2 separate regions of the Mus musculus genome follow, and region 1 is linked to region 2. Evidence: chromatin contacts called from public promoter capture Hi-C data. All regions are on one chromosome and are shown on one strand. Each heading gives the region's core, a stretch centred on a gene start, on an enhancer-like site or on the middle of the called end of the contact. The rest is flanking DNA. Distances are from core to core; before and after follow the strand shown.

Evidence for each region. Promoter capture Hi-C pulls out the DNA fragments that hold promoters and counts their contacts.
Region 1: a promoter capture Hi-C map of liver shows a contact between it and region 2, with 3 times the contacts expected there. The contact joins the promoter of Ostc here to the enhancer-like site in region 2. A contact is called at or near these places in 3 of 39 promoter capture datasets (hippocampal neurons, liver and pre-B cells) and 1 of 484 Hi-C or Micro-C datasets (cortical neurons).

What each region holds. Positions count from the first base shown.
Region 1 is chr3:130,707,665-130,711,123 of GRCm38.p6, reverse strand. Ostc (oligosaccharyltransferase complex subunit (non-catalytic)) reads left to right here and starts at 1,680. Exons shown (of 4, transcript NM_025509.3): 1 at 1,680-1,887. The coding sequence starts at 1,749.
Region 2 is chr3:129,295,031-129,298,667 of GRCm38.p6, reverse strand. The region is part of intron 10 of Enpep (glutamyl aminopeptidase); the gene reads left to right. Among named protein-coding and RNA genes, the nearest start is that of Enpep, 36 kb to the left of the region's middle. Within about 2 kb of position 1,482, at least 18 of the 459 cell types and tissues checked have an H3K27ac peak or open chromatin away from gene starts, as enhancers often do. A contact at or near this core is called in liver, where this site is marked.

The sequences.
Region 1 (3,459 bases), core at 431-2,930, 1.4 Mb before region 2:
CATTTCAGACCTGCCCTGAGCATCTCTCCATTTCAGGAAAAATGAACTTCTTTGGCATCACATGTGCTGGTTCCCCAGTATCTCACTATATTGATGCTTCACCAGATATTTATTTAATCTACCCATTTTCAATTTAGTATTTTAAAGTTTTAGAAATAATGACCGTAGTTTAAAAAAAATACTGTCTCTTAAAACTAATGATGTTTCTTCTAATTAAAAACGTTTCAGAGTTTTAACTCAGCCTAGCATATTTGTAGCACTAATTTTGATCCTGGCACCTTTTTAAAAAAGAGAGAGAGAGAAAAAAAAGAAAACCAAAATAATTATGCAGTGAGAAGGATCTGGGCAATGTTACTCCAGCTTTTTATTTATTTATTTTTTTAATGGTTTTTTGAGACAGGGTTTCTCTGTATAGCCTCAGCTGTCCTGGAACTCACTCTGTAGACCAGGCTGTCCTCAAACTCAGAAATCTGTCTGCCTCTGCCTCCCAAGTGCTGGGATTAAAGGTGTGTGCCACCACTGCCCGGCGGTACTCCAGCTTTGTGAGTTAATGAAATACAAGCATGGTATGACACAGCTTGACATGATATCCATATTGTATGTTTTTGAAAAAAAATATATTCATCGCCAGTTCACACTTCATATTTCTGTTGCTTATAGTAAAACTAACAGTAGATGATTTTAGTTCCTTAACTCCTGCTGTGGCTCAAATTTTAAAATCTGAATGGTCCAAGCCACTAACATTTCTACCCCCATTGGCTTGTTATGTTGCTTAAGCTTTTTATCATAGGATACGGGAACGATAAGAGGCACTGCAGCGGAGCTTCTGTATTCCAAAAACATTTCCCCCCTCCTTGCTGTTTTATAATAGCCCGTTATTTCCTTGATTGATCAGGATTACTGTCTCTAGCTAGTAAAGTCCTTTCTTATTTACATTTGATACCTTGGCAGGAAGACACCTGAAGTAGCCAGGTGGCAGGATTTTCCGTTCCAATTTTAGTATTTATGGTGCTGAAGCCGGCGCCCTACTAAGCAGGTAATTAAGGTGAGAAACCAGAATGACTTCAAGATTTTTGGCCTGGGTGATTTTTACTAACTCAGGCGTGACTGAAAATGGTTTAAAGTAATATTTGTTCTGTCACAGTTTGTGGTTGACATGGACTGTGTGGGTTTTATTCATTTATTATTATTATTTTTTATAAAGCCCATACTACTTTGGCAATTACTGCCAATTAGCGTCGCTATACAGCATGAAGAAAAAGCTCAGCGAATTAGAGCTTTTTAAAGCCCCGAGGGGAGACCTCCAATACTAAAAGGGAGCACACATCTAAACTTTCATTCATCCTCCAGCTCTATGAACTTAAGAGTTTCCAGCAGCCAATCAGCTCTCAAGTAGGTGGCGTCAGCAAGTGGGCGGGGCAGTGGGGATGCTAATCTCTCCGCTTCTGTGGCTTGGCCACGTAGGACGCCTTGCAGGTCCTGGAAGGTATATAATAAACAATGATCTCTCAGTAAGAAAAAAGCTTCTAACCCACACTCAAGCCTAAAAACGACCATTATTATTTATTTTTAAATATGTATATTATTTATCAGGTTAGTGCAATTTCTTTCTTTCTACAGTGAATATCTTGTCTCCTTCTGACTTCTACAGACCTGTGGTCCTCGGCTTACGCATGCGCAGTAGGCGGGCGTGTTTCCGGGCGGTGCGGGAGGCTGGAGGCCAGAGGGCTGGCCCTACCGCCGGGGACATGGAGACTCTGTACCGAGTCCCATTCTTAGTGCTCGAATGCCCCAACCTGAAGCTGAAGAAACCGCCCTGGGTGCACATGCCGTCGGCTATGACGGTGTACGCCCTGGTAGTGGTATCTTACTTCCTCATTACCGGAGGTAACTCGGCCGTGATGGGTCGGGTGGGCGCGCAGGCTGCTCGCTCCGGAGGCGCGTGGCCCCCGAGCCGGGCCCCGTAGGCTCACGCCTTTCACTGGAAAGAGATGGTCTCCTCTCTGCCCGCTTTTTCCTTCGAGCGCTGAGTTGGATATAATTGTCAAGTCCAGCTAGTTGTTATTTCTTGCTGTGCATTGTTTGACCAGGGTCTTGGGAACATCATTTTTGAATCACTGTGTTTCCTTGGTTGGTCGAGAGAGTGTGGGACTTTTATTAAACTAATCGTGAGGACCCTGAAATCGTGGAAGAGATCTGATAACCTTTGAGTTTGTTAGTTCAGACCCCAGGGGCTTGGATTGCTTTATGTCAAATCACAGGAATGAGAAGGGAACTTACCGAAGCCACGGTTTTTTTGAGAAATACGTGAGATTGGAATTGAGGCTTGCAAAAAGATGGTGTATCTCAGAGGGCAGAAAATGGGACTCAGAAAATAGAAGGGAAGCAGTGCTTTTTAGATATCTGTCACCAAATCCCTTAAGTGGAAAATGCAGAGGGGTGTGGCTTTGCCTATTGGTGAGTTGGCAGTCCGTCTGCAGGCTCTAGAGCACCCTTTGGAGCGACAGTTCCAGGATGTATCCAGGACTGGGCTTCAGGAATTTAGGAAGTAGTGTACTACTTAATTCAGAAAATTAAAAAGATTTTTGGTTAGCAAAAGTGGTTCAACTTTTTTTAGGGTGTGTGTAGACATATTGCTATTGCTTAACTGCTTTCTGAGGCTACTTGGCATATTTGAAGAGGTAGAAGACAGTATTTAACTGTAGAGTTGGCATTCTACGGAGTGCACATTAACGGAAATGCTAAAGGCCACTTTAAACATTGTTGTTGTTGTTTAAGAAAAAAAAAAAAAAAGACATTACCTGGTGTGTGTGGCGTTAACATTCACTTTTGCTCAGCACAGTGAATCGTGAATATGACACCTAATGCCTTGGGCTTTAAGAACTTAGTGTTCATTCTTGCCAGCTTGTTTCTTGACTTTTGCTTCCTTTGGAGACAGTTTTTGTGAGAAGCCTCAGCTTTCTATTGGGCCACAGTTTTGGTGGTTTTAGAATGGGGTTTGGGGGGAATTTCGCTGCCCCAACCACTGGGTCAAAATGGAAGGGCGCATTTTGTACATTTACCGTTTGGCTTCTGGAATGGCTTCTTCTCAGCATGGCGAGAAGCATGGCAGTCGTGTGCAGGCAGACGTGGTGCTGGGAGAGCTGAAAATTCTAATGGACAGCTTTCTAAAAACTGAGTGTACCTGTACCTAAGCAATGTTGCTGGGAAGGACAGGCGACACTGACTTTCTGTTAACTCAGTGCTGGGATAACAGCAAAGAAAATATAATGACTCTGCCCTCCATAGAAGGTAGTGGAGACATGCTAACTACCGCACAATTGCTTTCTGCTACACAGTAGAGTTTAGAAGCATTGATTTAATTCCAGTATGTTTCCTGGAGAAATGATCTGTTAGTCTGAGTTTGAATGGTTAGAAGGGTCATACTAGAAAAGAAAAAAAAAAAAAGTGTGGACCAAC
Region 2 (3,637 bases), core at 233-2,732:
TTTGCCCACGTTTATCTTCTATGTGGACATGGACATCAAAGAATAAAAGAGTGGAAGCAGTGGAAAAAAATAAAGCCAGGTGTTGAACATGAGTGGGCGGGGCTGTGGGCAGTATGGAATGCTGGGAGAAAGGCTAAAGGGAAAATCATGGTCCAAAGGGAACTGGGAAAGATGTTGACAGATAATTACAGTGACCTCCCTAGGCAGGCTCTGCACTTACAGTGTGCAGTGCACAATAAAGAATACAGAGGATCTGAAAAATGGGTTGAGTAGTGAGCCCAGGCTGTGCCTTTCGGACCTACTCCTCCGCTTCATTCCCACCCATCACTCTTGCCCTCACTGTTAGAGAACTCTCAGAAGTCTGGCAGTGACAGCAGGCAGGAATCCAGATGGCTTGTTCCCCACCCCCTTCCAAATATACTAAAACAGTAGAGGACAGCCAAAGACTTCCACAGTGGAGGCTCCGGAGCAAAGCCATCCTTGCAAGGAGCATGGGCTGGGCTTCCCCTACGACTGCTCACGGGAGAGGCTTGTTTCCAAAACCTATCTTCCTCCTCTGTAGAAGGGGTAGCATCCAAGCCCTCAAGAGTAATCAATTCCGTTTTGAGAGATGATTTAGTTGGTAACAGACGTGCCATGAAAGCTTGAGGGTCCGAGTTTGCATCCCTAGAACCCATGTGAGGCCAGATAGAGCAGCACGCACTGGCAGCCCCAGTACCTCTATGGTAAGACGCATAGTGGCCTCAGGACATTCCCCAGAATCCTCAGCCCGTCTGCATACGCGAAAGTGGACAACAGAGAGACCTTGTCTCATATACGGTGGATGGTAAGGATCCTCTCACGTCCACACAAGTGGATATGCACACCCACACACAGATGCACACATCACACATGCAGACTCAGAACAACAACGTGATCAACTCAACTCTCCTTTCTTAAATATGAATAGACAGTGGAGAATTAGAAGACACATGAAAAATGGCTAAGCATGAAAGCTTAAACAATCCCAGGTGGACAAATGAAAAAGTCCCGACTCTACGGACATTAATCAGGAACCAAAAATGGGAAGAAAAAAAGGGGGGAAAGAAAGAAAGAGAAAATTATAAGAAATATTCAGACTTAAAAAAAAAAAGCTATGTGCTTATTGTACAAGACACAGTGCCTTCGAAAGGCAAATTGAGAACCCAGAAGGAAGACTAAAATTTTCAATGAAGTAAATTTGGGAGAAATTCTCCAAAAATGTAAAACTGACACAACGAGATGGTAACTATGAAGAAGGCAAACCTGAAAGCCTAGTGTCCGAAGAAGGGGTGAACAGCTAGGCACAGTGGCAGAGTCTGTGGGCGAGTGATAGGACCTGACCCAGTGTGGCAGGAGCTGGATCCTTGCCAGCTGGCAGGGATAGTGTGTGTAGCTTGTCCTTGGGTCCCATGGGTGTATCACATGGAAATGAACAAACTCTGTGAATTGACCTCTGTGAACTGAGAGCTGGTTGTGAAACCCTCAGTGGCTAGTGGCATGTCACAGAACGACAGTCACACCAAAAAAGGTGGGGCAAGACTCTCCCCTAGAGGTCCACGTGTGACCCAGGGAGAAGCTTGAGAATGATTTTATTTTGAAAATGTTTACTGTTAAAGGGAAACAGAAGTAGTAACATGAGGGAACTAGCCCGTGCCTCTCGTGGTTAAAGTAGAACATATTGGGTAATGTTAGTCAAGTTAAACTGGAGAGCCAGGCCAGAAGCTTGTGCCCAAGGAAGGGATGTGACAGCCTAGGGTTTTCAGCACCAGCTCTTCAAACTTTTTATTAATTATGAACTTATGTACAAATTGCCCAAGGCAAATTCCCCTGACCATTTAAGCAGCACTTCACTTTGAAATTTAATCAAATTATCTTATATATAAAACACATAAACTTATACATGGGACCAAGTTCATCTAAACACTTCTAATTAAAACTTTATTTCTAAGCCAGACAGTGGTGGCACACACCTTTAATCCCAGCACCCAGTGGGGACAAACAGACAGATTTCAAGAATTTGAGGCTAGCTTGGTCTACAGATTGAGTTCCAGGATAGCCAAGGCTATATATAAAGATATCTTGTCTCAAAAACAAAACAAACCAAAAAAACCCCAAAACTAGTAATTTCAAAGTATGAAGATTCAACTAAGATGTACAAATCTGTATCATCTACATTTTTATTTCTTGTATATTTTTATAAATCTAGTTAAAGCACAAATTATAGGGTCAGTGGCTTAGTGGGGGAGGGCACTGGCAGCCAAATCTGATGACCCACATGGAAACCACACAGATAGGAGAGGATCTTTGGATCTATTTTATGGGGGGGAAATGTGAAAATCGAGGCAGAAAGCGGTTATGCAACTCATTCAAGGTTGCTCAGAGAGGAAGTGATGGGACCTTCATTTGAATGCAGGCAGACTAGCTACAAGGCTGCATAGGAAGACTGGGGGGGTGGGCAAGGAAGGAGAGGGAGGGAAAGCCTGGGACAGGGATGCAAGCCACAATAGAGGGTGGAGACATTGGCTAGGATAGTGAGAAATCAAGGGACCGGAGGGAGAACACTGACAGATGACATTTGTATTTTCCCAAGTTCCCTCCAGTGACAACATGCGCATTGGATGTTACAGTGAGTAAGGCAGCAACATCCTCTGTCTTGCAAAACAACCTTCCACTAGGCAGGTTTCCCAGTAATTGTTTCCTCCTGTCATGGGTAGCCACTGATTTATTAAGCAAAGACAGCTCTTGCTTTGTTTGAGCTAGAGGGATTGGAGTAACAAACAAACAAACAAACCAGAAACAAACCTCCTGGTTTATCCATTCTGGTCTATACAGACCCTTCCCCTAAAAAAATTACAACTAAGTGAACCAAACACATCATTAAGAATAAAATCCCTTTTTGTTACCATAAATTTTTAAATTTTATTCAGCAAGAGATTACAGTTGTAGCATTGATACTTAATCTTTTTCTTAAGTTTTTAACCAGATATTGTATGCATCTTATTGTGATTCCTACAGGCATGAATTTTAGCCTCTAAAATTATCATAAAGTAGATTTATTTGTGTTGGATTTATAAAATAGAATTATATACTCACAGGAAAAGAAACAGAAAATCTGCTCTTTCTTCCTCACTGAGAACAATTTGTTACAAATCAATAGTAGCTGAACAAAGAAGCAAGAGATTTCCAAACGGAAACGAGTTTTCCTCATGTTTCTCCTTATCAAAATATTAGACAGCAATAAATACTTTCAGGCATCCTGCTATCTTGTATAATTAGCATATGTGAATAAGAATGTCTAAGCAGCACCTTCACCCACAGTGGGGTGGGTGGGACTGGCCCTTTCCTAGGCTAAGGCTTAGCCCTCCCTCTTCCAAGCTGCTCTTTTGTGCTCTCGGTTACACTGTGGGCTGACTGACCTCTTCTGAGTGTCTTTCTGTTTGCTTAATCCAAGATTAGGAGAAGCATAGAGCAGAAAGTTCTCTCATTCAGATGAACCCTATGTGAGTCATATTGTGGTCTCCGCCATCTCTTCAAATGTCTCATCTCTGTCTGTGGGATTTCTTCCTATCAGGACCCCGGGTGCCCATTCCACATTAAGAGACAGAAGATTGGGAGT